Linked DNA regions of Sus scrofa: region 2 is linked to region 1. The links are chromatin contacts, called in public Hi-C maps. All regions are on one chromosome and are shown on one strand. Each heading gives the region's core, a stretch centred on a gene start, on an enhancer-like site or on the middle of the called end of the contact. The rest is flanking DNA. Distances are from core to core; before and after follow the strand shown. Region 1 overlaps AHCYL2 (adenosylhomocysteinase 3). Region 2 overlaps TSPAN33 (tetraspanin-33).

What was found. Hi-C and Micro-C count contacts between places; a contact is called where the count stands out from the background.
Region 2: a contact with region 1 is called in a Hi-C map of skeletal muscle, with 2.6 times the contacts expected there. The contact joins two enhancer-like sites. A contact is called at or near these places in 14 of 47 Hi-C or Micro-C datasets (embryonic fibroblasts, fetal heart ventricle, fetal skeletal muscle and 7 more) and 1 of 2 datasets of contacts at active chromatin or transcription factors (skeletal muscle).

What each region holds. Positions count from the first base shown.
Region 1 is chr18:19,381,113-19,387,108 of Sscrofa11.1, forward strand. The region is part of intron 1 of AHCYL2 (adenosylhomocysteinase 3); the gene reads right to left. Among named protein-coding and RNA genes, the nearest start is that of AHCYL2, 58 kb to the right of the region's middle. Within about 2 kb of position 2,234, at least 8 of the 83 cell types and tissues checked have an H3K27ac peak or open chromatin away from gene starts, as enhancers often do. A contact at or near this core is called in skeletal muscle, where this site is marked.
Region 2 is chr18:19,488,414-19,494,478 of Sscrofa11.1, forward strand. It overlaps TSPAN33 (tetraspanin-33), which reads right to left. Exons shown (of 8, transcript XM_003134681.4): 8 at 5,197-6,065. Among named protein-coding and RNA genes, the nearest start is that of SMO, 13 kb to the left of the region's middle. Within about 2 kb of position 4,683, at least 37 of the 83 cell types and tissues checked have an H3K27ac peak or open chromatin away from gene starts, as enhancers often do. A contact at or near this core is called in skeletal muscle, where this site is marked.

The sequences.
Region 1 (5,996 bases), core at 984-3,483:
ACAGCTGATATATTTCCATATGTTTCAGGAAAATAAAATAAAACAAAACAGCAAGTATCCTCATGAAATGTCAACTGAATTGTGGCCAGCAGGTGGAGACAGTTTCTAACCAAACTAGAGTAGCAAAATTTGAGTTCAAGTTGTAGTGGAAAATTAAACTATCTTTTTAGATCCTTACCTTGAAATATTTAGTTAACTAGATAGGACGACGTGATTTGTTTCCCCTACTTCAGCAGTAAAACCAGGCTACCTTACGTTTCTTAAGTTGGATTTAACTAAGGGATCAAAATAGAAAGGCTGATGCTGATCACTTCATTCCCAACAGAATACGAACCTACTTTATCGGCTAGATTAAAGGTTTTCTTCTCTCGCCAATAAAAACATATTTTCTAATCATTTACTCTCAGTGAGGTAAGTATCTTTCCTCTCAACTCAAACCTCAGGCTTTCTTTTGTATACTCTCAAACTACTTGTTTACATAAACTGGGAATACTATTCAGCTATTCAGCAAGTAATAATTTTGATAAGAGCTTCAAACATTATTTACCTTCATTAACAAAAAAATCCTTCTCAAAGATTTGTTCTCATTTTATAAACAAGAAAAAAATTTTCTTTTATATACTGCAAATGATAGGAACAGAATCATGGTTCTAATTACTGGGCCACTAGTCCAGAGCTATAAGGCAATTTCTCTAGCAGTAGGTAGGAGGAAGGAAGCTGATTTTATTAGGCCTCAGGCAAAAGCATCCAAGTACTCAGTACCTTGGAGCCATTCACTACCTTCCCCAAAGCTCCCAACAGGAGCTTCTCTCCCTCTAATTTCAGTATGCACAACTCAGGCAGGTTTTAAGAGAAGCTTATTTCCGAGTAAAGCATGCTAAGTGCAAAGGACTCATAGGCAACCCCTGCCATCATCACGACCCAGGGGACATATGCAGTACAATAATTTCTAATTGGAATAAGTAACAGAAGCTCCCTCTCTTTGGAGAAGCCACCTCTCTATAATCTTTTCCTGTCACGCCCCCAACCACCTCTCTTATAGTTACACATTGCACAATATATAATCACACACACACACAAACACAGAGCCTTAACAAGTTGGCTTCCTACTTCAAGAAAGGTTGACATCTTATACTAAATCTTAGAAAAAAAGAACATAAATGAAAGCCTCTAAAAACTCTAATTCACCAAACAAGGTTACACAGACTATAACTTAGCAAGTTTAATTTAAAATGAAGAAACACATTCATCTCTCTCTCTCTCTCTCTCTCTCGCTCTCTTTTTTTTTTTTTTTTTTTTTGTCTTTTTGCCATTTCTTGGGCCGCTTCCGCGCGCGGCATATGGAGATTCCCAGGCTAGGGGTCGAATTGGAGCCGTAGCCGCTGGCCTACGCCACAGCCACAGCAATGCAGGATCCGAGTCGTGTCTGCGACCTACACCATAGCTCACAGCAAAGCCGGATCCTTAACCCACTGAGCAAGGCCAGGGACCGAACCTGCAACCTCACGGTTCCTAGTCGGACTCGATAACCGCTGCGCCACGACGGGGACTCCCACATTCATCTCTTAAAAGGCTCCTTTCAGAAGTCATTTACTTTGAGTACTGCTCTAAACCACTCAGTATCAGAAGGTTCAGACATTTTTATTTCACCTTTCAGGTCATGTGAAATACAGTCTTTAGCACTTTAACCTTTCCATTTTAATAAATCCCGGGCATATACTCTCTCTATCAATTTCACGGATAAAAGCCAAAATATTTAAATCCAATAAAAGCCAACATGACACCAGAAAATACTTTATCTTTCTTCCCTGGATGTTTCTGATTTTTTGATCAACTAGCTAACTGGAAGGAAAGTCTGTGGTTGACAGTGTATTATGGGGATCAGTGGTTCTTCACTGGCTCCTCTATGTAGCCTCTCCTCTACTCCTATTAGTTTCTTGATTACTTTCAACAAATACCCATTTTGAGTAACCCTAAGTGATTTCCCCCAAATAAGAACCTTGTAACCATTTTTAAATCTCCAATGAGTTTCTATAAGTAACTAGAGGTAAATATGGAAACAGCAGAGCCAAGAGGCTGGCATAAGGTACAAGATTCCAGGGTCTAAAATTAGCTATATTATTTATCCAAAATATATTTAGCAAATAAAAGGCAACAGTATGCATGTAGAGAACCTTTAAGAAAAACTGACTAATAATCTATTTTTATCCTGACTTTGGCCAAATTACTTAAACCAATGGCTTTATCTCCACATATATTCGTACAAACCCCCAGCAATGCCAGCAACTGCTGAGAGAATATAAGGATTGAGCAAGATCTTCCTAGTTAGAGACAATGTGAGTCCACCAGGGCATGCAGTAACCTTCCAGGGATGCCTGTGGTTAATCCTTTTCTCTGGCCATTCAGTGCTTGCACCTTAAAACAATAATTAGGCATAATTCTGTAATTGTTTTTATGGAACATTCATATACTTACTTATTATGTGCCTATCCGTGTTGAGTGTTGTGTTTAAATTTTCTTCCCTATATAATGGGAAAGTCCATGAGTCAGCTCACTAACAAAGGTCTGGAGAAATACCACATGCCTAGATGGGGGCTCAATTCTACAATCCATACAATTGGTCCCCCTGCTGCCTCTTTTTCTGCTGTCAGAATCTAGGCTTCTTTTCAAGATGCTATTGAGTCCTATTCCCTGAGCTTAACCTAGTTGCAGTTTACTGTTCTCAACCTAGGGACACAGACTGACTCACATGTAACATTTTTAAAGCTGCTGCTCTGCAGTGGACATCCCTCATAAAACCTTAATCACAATAAATTTAGTTAAATCCTTTAAAGCCAGATTGCTCTAGCTTCACAGAACAAGGCTGGCTGCTCAGCTTCAATTCCCTGGAGAGAAGGGAGAGGCTCTACTCTATTATGAAACCAGCTTGCCTAATCAAATTCCCTTTCAGAGAAAGAGGTCAAGGAGAACAACTGCTGTGCTATTTTTCAATTCTTCCATCCAAGAAATGACTGTGATTGACAGGCACTATTTCTTTGAGTTCCAGTGGCCTACTGCCAGATCAACTAATTGTTCCATAGTTAAAAGAATGATACCAATCCACCAAGCTACATGACTCTCCATAATCATAATACATAATACTTCACATCTGTAAAGTTTTATACTATTTAAAGCTTTCTCTCTCTGTCTCTCAACACCCCATTGGTTTTAGAGATGCAGTCAAAACAATTAAGAAAAAAATAGGAAAAGGCACTGGGAAGGCAGAGAAGACATTATCCTCATTTTAAACACTGTGAACCTGCAACAAAGGCAATATATCACTTGTCCAGTATTAGGTAGTGGATCTAAATATTGGGTCTAATATGCTGTTCTCCTATTGTCCTGCAATTTCCTACACATTACATATCTTTACAGTCTCTTTAATATGTCTACTAATCCTGTTATCAGCTCCAACGTATTGAAACTTTACTAACAGAGAACAGCGTGTTCCATCAGGTTAGTGTAGAAGATATAGATTCCGGCAGTATAGTAGGAAGAGTGCCATTTGGAGAGTGAGATGGGTTCAAAGTCTTGCCACTTAGGGTGTATGACGTAGGGTAAATTGATAACTAGCTCTAATTTCTTTATCTGTAAAATCAGTATACCATCTACCTCACAGAACTCATAGAATTAAATGATTTAACACATGTTAAGTGCCTGATACATAAAAGGCACTCAAATGTTAATGCCCTCCCTTGGAACAGTCCTAAACAGATCACAAGCCCTTGAAAGAGGCTAACTCATCTGATTTCAGCAACCCCTAAAAATTATGGGATGAGGATTAGGGAAACTGGAACATTAACATTAATGTTTTCCTGGCACTTCCCTCAGACATGTGGGGTTTTTTTGGCTGTCACTCTAATGAGCAGCTTTTAGAGATGCAGTCAAACCAATTAAGAAAAAAATAGGAAAAGGCAAATGTGTCCAAATAAATAACATTTATCATGGGTACACAAAGTAATTGTTCTACAAACTAAACATATACTTGAACAGCAGCTAGAATACACCATTCAGCCTCTCAGTGAGGTAGAAATGAATCAATGTTACTTTTCCTGCAAAATAACTAGTTAGAGCCACACAAAAAGAATAATACGAACATTAATTTTAATAATCCTTCTCCACTACTACTGAATAAGCCAAATGGGATAAAGCACTTTCCACAACCAATAAAGGATCACACTGACTATGAAATAAGTTCCTAAGAGTGAATTAACAGTCTCTTCAAATGAATTTCTTGAGTTTAAAACAAATCACGCCTGAGTCTTATTCTCAATATCATTTATAAAGTCATACTAAGCCATCTCTTTCCTGGGATTTATTGTATTTCATTAAAAGATAACTGCTATAAATAATTCAATGACTTCAACATGTTAACCCTGACCTATAAGAATTTGTTGTTACTGTTTTTATTTGAAAAAAGTTGGATGTGTGTTGGGTTCCCTCAGATAAATTTTATTCTGTGGCCATAATCGATTTGTGGCTTCTCTTAGGACATTTTCAAGGCCATATTTAGATACTGATACTAGTTGAAGGGGCATACATATATTTGCACATAACTGTTATGTAGTACAAGAGTATTTTTTTATCTCTCAGTCATGGAAAATCAGCAACAAACATATTTCTCATTAAAATTAATTTAGCTTTGTTATTTCTTGGTTTCCTTTTCTAAAACTTTTTTCCTCAACCATTAAAACAGAGCTTCCCAAAACTAAAGTTTCAAAGATAGAAAGAAGGGAATGCTACTAGATGTCTTTGCTATATCAATTTGAAGAGAGGTGGTTAAGCAACATGCTTTTAAGAGTAATGATTCTCCAACATATTAGATCAGATAGACTTAGCAGATATACATAGAACGTTCCATCCAAAAGTAGCAGAATACACATTCTTTTCAAGTGCACATGGAATATTCTCCAGGACAGATCACATACTAAGCCACAAAGCAAGTCTGAGTACATTTAAGAAGACTGAAATCATATCAAACATCTTTTCTGACAACGCTCTGAGACTAGAAATTAACTAGAGGGAAAAAAAGAACTGCAAAAAATACAGATATGTGAAGACTAAACAATAAGCTACTAAATGGAGTTCCCTTAGTGGCTCAGCAATTAATGAACCCGATTAGGATCCATGAGGATGCAGGTTTGATCCCTGGCCTCGATCAGAGGGTTAAGTAAATGGCCTTGCCAGGAGCTGTGGTGTAGGTCACAGATGCAGCTCGGATGCCGTGTTGCTGTGGCGTAGGCTGGCAGCTATAGCTCCAATTTGACCCCTAGCCTGGGAACTTCCATATGCCGAGGCTTCAGCCCTAAAAAGAAAAAAAAAAAAAAGAAAGAAAGAAAAAGCTACTAAACAACCAATGAGTCATCAAAGAAATCAAATCAGAAATTAAAAAAAAAAAAAAAAACCCTGGAGACAGATGAATCCCTGGCCTCGTTCAGTGGGTTAAGGACCTGGTGTTGCTACAAGCTGCAGTGCAGTCTGCAGATGCACCTTAGATCTGGTGTTGCTATGGCCCTGGGCCTGCGACTACAGCTCCAATTCAACCTCTATCCCAGGAACTTCCATAAGCTGCAGGTTTGGCTTTAAAAAGAACAAATGAAAAAAAGAAAAGAAAATGATCCAAAATCTGTATGACAAAGTAAAATAAGTTTTAAGAGGGAATCCTATAGTGATAGAAGCCTATGTCAGGAAACAAGAACAATCTCAAATACACAATCTAACCTTCTGTCTAAAAGAATTAGAAGAAGAAAAATAACAAAACCCAAAGTTAATAGAAGGAAAGAAATCAAAAAGATCAGAACAGAAATAAATGAAATAGAGACTAAAAAAAAATAGAAAAGATCAGTGAAGCTAAGTGCTGGTTCCTTGAAAAGATAAAATGAGAAACCTTTAGTCAAACTCATCAATGAAAAAAAAAGAGTGGGCCCAAATAAATTAAAATCAGAAATGAAAAAGGA
Region 2 (6,065 bases), core at 3,433-5,932, 110 kb after region 1:
GTAAGTACACAGAGTCTCAGGGAAAGCAAACAGGACAGCTGTGGAGCGGCAGAAACGTTGTAAGACTGCAGTGAAAGCTGCTAGCAGGAGTATTCTTCCTCTGCCCCCTTCTCTCTGCCTCCCTGCCCTACCCCCAATCTGTTTCATTCTGCTCTTTCTGTAAATAGACTTTCTCTGCTACTCAGCCTATAAGGTCTAAGAAGCTGAGCCTCAGATTCCTTTTGCCATCTCCTTCTCCACCAGACCAGTCAGCCCAGGCTGCAACTAAAATCTCATCCTTGATTCCAAGGTCCCAGGAAGGGAACTCTGGCACAGTTTGGCTTAGATACCTGTTTTGGGTTGAACAGATATGTTAAATCCCTAACTTTCCAGTTCTTCAGAATGTGGCCTTATTTGGCAATAGGGTCACTGCAGATGTAGTTAGTTAAGGTGAGGTTATACTGGAGTAGGGCAAGGTCTTTTTCCAATATAACTGGTGTCTTTATGAGAAGGCCACAGGAGTTCCCGTCGTGGCTCAGTGGTTAATGAATCCGACCAGGAACCATTAGTTTTGGGTTTGATCCCTGGCCTTGCTCAGTGGGTGAAGGATCCAGCGTTGCTGTGAGCTGTGGTGTAGGCTGCAGACGCGGCTCGGATCCAGTGTTGCTGTGGCTGTGGCGTAGGCAAGCGGCAACAGCTCCAATTAGACCCCTAGCCTGGGAACCTCCATATGCTGTGGGAGCAACCCTAGAAATGGCAAAACGACAAAAAAAGAAAAAGAAAAAGAAAAAGGACACAGACAGAGGGAGGATCACCACATGAAGATGAAGGCAGAGGTGTAGTTATATTGCCACAAGGCAAGGAATGCCTGGGGCCACCAGAAGCTGGAAGAGGCAGGGAGAAATCCTTTCTTAGAGGCCAGAGGAAGCATGGCCCTGCCAACACCTTGATTTCAAACTTCTGGCTTGCCGAACTGTGAGACAATAAATTCTGTTGTTTTGAGCCATCCAGTTTGTAGTCCAGTTGACTTTTGACAACACAGGTTTGAATAGCACTGGTCTCCTTATATTTGGAGTTTTTCAATAAATACATACTGCAATACTACATCGTCAGGGCTGGTTGACTCTGCAGATGCAGAAGTGCAGATACAGAAGGCCGACTGTGAAGTTCTCTAGGGATTTCTGACTGCATGGGGTGTTGGTGCCCCAACCCCTTGCATGGCTCAAGGGTCAACTATACTTTGTTACAGCAGCACTAGGACACTAATACAGAGCCTAAGCCAGATCTGGTCAGTTCTGTCCAGGAGACCAGGTCTTATAGTGCAAACACGGCTTCTCAAGACCCATCTTTAGACTTTGGAATAGGAGGCCAGTTTCCAAAGAAGGTAGAATCACTGTGAGCTGGGCAAATGCACTGAAAAGCTATTCACTCTGGTTCTTGACAGCTAGGACAAATAGGATATTCTGATTTTCATTTTTATTGTTTGTTTTACTTTAAAATATTCTTTTACCCCTCTGGAATGCGTTGCAGTGTATGAAGTGAGATATGTATCCAAGTTACTTCTTTTCCGTAATGTTATCCACTTGTCCTAACCCCCTCCTCTCCTCACCGTGTTGCCTCTCGTATATTAGTAGGCACTGATGATTAAAACCATTTCTATAATCTCTATGCTATGTCATTCATCTGAAAGATTGACCAGGCTCCTGGCATGGTAGTGAGGAGACTCTAGAGCTTAATTTCCAATCTCAGTTCTAGAGTTTGGTTACTCCTTGCTTTATTCTCTCCTATGACTATTTTATCCATGGCAGTTTGGAATATCTAGTTACTTACCTTTTTTTGGGGGGAGGGAGAGTGGGTTTACAAAATGTTCCTAACCTTTTTAGACTAATAGAACAGAAGAACTCTTCTGGGGAAAGAAGCTGTGCTGTTCTCCTTTTCTGAAACTGGTCCCTGGCCCCATTAACAAATCTGGTCTTTGGGATGAAGACGAGTTAGAAAATAGCAAAGGACTCACATATCACACTTCGTAATGAATACGTACCTGGTACACAGCAGGCACACAATAAATGTTAGGTAATCATTAGCATGAAGGCCAGACAACACCCAGTCAAACTTGCCAACATCTAACAAGCCTTCATTCCCACATCTCCCTCCACGTCAAGTCATGCATGACAGTGGGAAGGGGATGTGACAGGCTGAATAATGGCCACCCCAAAATGTCCCATGTCCTAATCCCCAGAACCTGTAATTATATTACTTTACATGGTAAAGGGACTTTATAGACGTGGGTTAAATTAAGAATCAAAGAGATGGAGTTCCCGCCATAGCACAGTGGAAATGAATCTGACTAGGAAACCCTGGCTGTGATCAGTGGGTTAAGGATCCGGCATTGCTGTGAGCTATGGTGTAGGTTGCAGATGAGGCTTGGATCCTGTGTTGCTGTGGTGTAGGCTGGCAGCTGTAGCTCCGATTGAACCCCTAGCCTAGGAACCTCCATGTGCCGCAGGTGCGGGCCTAAAAAGACAAAAGACAAACAAACAAACAAAAAAGAACCAAAGAGATAATTTGGGTAGGCGCGAATTAATCACAAGGATCCTACAGGAGAGATATATTAGAGTCAGAGTCACACACACACACAAAAAAAGACGTGACCAGGAATTCCCATTGTGGCTCGGTGGTAATGAATCCAACTAGCATCCATGAGGATACATGTTCAATCCCTGGCCTTGCTCAGTGGGTTAAGGATCCGGTGTTGCTGTGAGCTGTGGCATAGGTCACAGATGCAGCTCAGATCCCGCATTGCTGTGGCTCTGGCGTAGGCTGGCTGGCAGCTACAGCTCCAGTTCAACCCCTAGCCTAGGAACTTCCATCTTCCATATGCTGCAGGTACAGCCCTAAAAAGAAAAAAAAAAAAAAAGTGACCACAGAAGTAGAGGCTGGAGTGATGTGTTTTATTTGTTATTATTGTTATTATTATTATTTTGCTCTTTAGGGCTGCACTGAGAGCATATGGGAAGTTCCCAGGGTAGGGGTCAAATTGGGAGGTGCAGCTGCTGGCCTTCGCCACAGCCACATGGGATCTGAGCAGAGTCTCAACCTAAGCAACAGCTCACAGCAACGTCAGATCCTTAACCCACTGAGCGAGGCCAGGGATGGAACTTGCATCCTCATGGATACTAGTAGCGGGGCTCATTACTGCTGAGCCACAAAGGAGAACTCCTGGAGTGATGCGTTTTAAAGATGGAAAAGAGGCCAGGCACCAAGGAACGCATGTTCTAAAAGCTGGAAAATGGATTCTCTAGGGCCCTCAGAAGGAACTTAGCTCTGTGCTCACCTTGATTTTTTAGCTCAGTGAGACCCATTTTAGACTTCTGACTTCTAAAACCTAAGATAACAAATTTGTGTTGAATTAAGCCACCCAATTTATGATGATTTGTTACTGCAGCAATAGAACATAGAGAAGGAATTAGAACTTCACTGAACATTCTGTAAAATTTGTCCTCAAGTCCTTGTTTACTGTAGTGCTTGAGGCCCTAGGGGTACCTTTCTTGCCATGTCATCCCAAATTTTCATCATCCTTTAGGACTTTTCTCTCTACTTCTGCCCATCCAGCCTGATTTCTACAGCTCCATGAAACTTCCATTCACCCACCTTTGAGGCTCAGATTTGGTAGCTGTTGTAAGATCCTGGTGTTAACCCCACATGCTTGAGACTAGGGTTATTAGAAACAAATTCAGGGAGTAAATTAAATCGAAACGTGAAATTACATTAAGAAATCTTTCCAAAATTGAGGCATATTCCCTCCTGGCATCAGGCCAAAGAGTAAGAAAGCTAGATAAATGCCGAGAGCCAGAGACAATGAGAAGAGAATCTAGCTGGAAAACACTGAACCACACTCTAAGTTCCTGAACATTTGCATAGGGCAGTTTAAGGCTTGGGACTTGGTCAGAAATTCCCAACCCCTTTTGTCTAAGCCCAGACGGCTAAATGCTGAGAGACGGTAGAGACTTAAGTGTAGTTTGGAGTTTAAGAAATTTGGATTTGAATCTTTGGTCTGCAGACCAGCGTTCCTGGTCTTTTCCTCCAAGAGGCCCTAAATGAGCCCCCTGCCAGGTAAGCTTCTCAAATTCGGTGAACCTGGAACGTGCATCACCCCAGCTCCTAGCATGGACTTCTGGGTCTGCATCACCAAGTGAAGTAGTAAAAAGTGCAACTCTGGCTCTAAGAAGGCGCGCTTTTTTACTCTTCTCTCCCGGAATAAAAAGCCCTTATTTTTAATTTATTTGGGATGATTTTATTTTATTTTTCCATTCTGTTACTATCTGGAGCTAAACTGGCTGGGGCCCCGGGCGGCTGCTGGAAAGGCGCCCTTCCAGGAGCAGAAGGCTGGCTTAAGGGAAAGCGGGGCGGGGAGAGAATTCGCGACTCTGTCTTCCCTGCGCGGGAGGGCTTCTCCCCACGCTTTCCTCAGCCAGGCCAAACCCCTAGCGTGAGCCCCGCGACGGCGGGGCGCGGCGGGGGGAGTTGGGGTACGTCCGCTCAGCGGCGGGGCCGCGCCGCCCCCAGGACGGGGGATGGGCGCGGAGGCGCCGGGCCAGCCGCCGCGGGGGCGGGGACCACCCACGGCGCCGCGCGGCTCCGCCCCGGCCCCGCCCCGCGACGCGCCAGCCGGGCCTCCCGGGTCGCCGCCCTCTCGCGCGCTGCTCGGCGCTGGCGAGCCCGGCGCAGAGCCGGACGGTTTTCCGAGTCGTCACTAAAACGGGATGGGCCCCGGTACCCAACGCCCTCAGATGAAGGTGGAGGAGAGGACTGGAGGTCTAGACTGGGCCTGAAGAGATGACTTCTCTTTATCCCTCCTCCCTTCCCTGCGGAGAGGGCTAGACTGTGATTTCCGGACAGATCCTTCCCTAACGCATCCTGAATTTGGGTCAGCACATTAATGTAATTCACTTTAGTTCGGGGGGAAAAATGAACGTCAGGTTTGGGGATAAAATTACGCGGTTCCCAGATGCGAATTAGGAACCCCTCGATCTAGTTTAGACCAGAGAGGTCGCGGTTGCGGGAGGGGAGTAGGGCATTTGGTTAAGGGGGTGGGGGTGGGGGGTGGGGAGGTACCTCCTGGAGGCAGGCCCCCCCCACTCCCTTCCCCCACCCCAGGCTTGGCTCTTATACCCCTCCCCTTCCAGTTGCCGGAATGGAAAATTCATGGAGTCTAGCTTAGCCCAGGTCAACAAACTTTTATTGCCATTTCTGGCTCCCCCAGCCCCAGCAAGATCCCTGCTTACATTGTAGAAACACTAAGCTCTGATGCAGAGGAATGGGGGGTATTACCTCTCTTTCTTTGCACACTGCCAAGGTTAAGAAATACCCCACTTGCTGGGGAGGAAGGGCCAGACAGGGGAGGAATTCAAGGGCACCTATGGCTCAGTCCCACCTCTGCTGGCTTCAGAATATAGAGAGCATGGTTCCAAACATTTTTTTAAAGGAGGGGAGAAGAGATGAGTTTGGCTGCTATTGGACCCCTTGCCCTTGCTGCCCCGTTTCCATGGAAATGAGGGAGGGGCAGGATGTAGCTCACTCAGACTACCTGGGAGGATGGCCTGCCAGGCAGTTAGTAAACACATCGCCTTCCACTCCTACCCAGCACATACAACTGTCCCCATCCGACCCCCATGCTCATTGCCTGCTCCACTCTCTTCCCTTCTGGAGCTGGTATCATGTCAACTGGACTCCAGGCGGGGTTCCTGGTGTCCACTCCCCAGGAAGGTCTCGCTGGCAACAGCCAGAATCTGAGAATGTTCAAGCTCAGGAGCAGCCCTAGCAGAGTTGTCAGTTTTAGCGCCTCTGTGAGAAGCCTAATGCCCGCACAACTCTGTGCCCCTGCTGTTGCTCAAGCAACTCTGCTCAGACAAAACAAAACAAACCAAACCAAACATAAACCCAAATGCTTAAGGTTAGAAACAGAACAAAACAACAATGCTGAGAGCTAGGAGGGGGAGAGGGGCCACATCCTTCCCAGCCTTGAGCCACCTGTGCACCCTGCCTTCTGCAATCTGGAGTTGCTTCTTCCCCCTGGGCTCTCACTC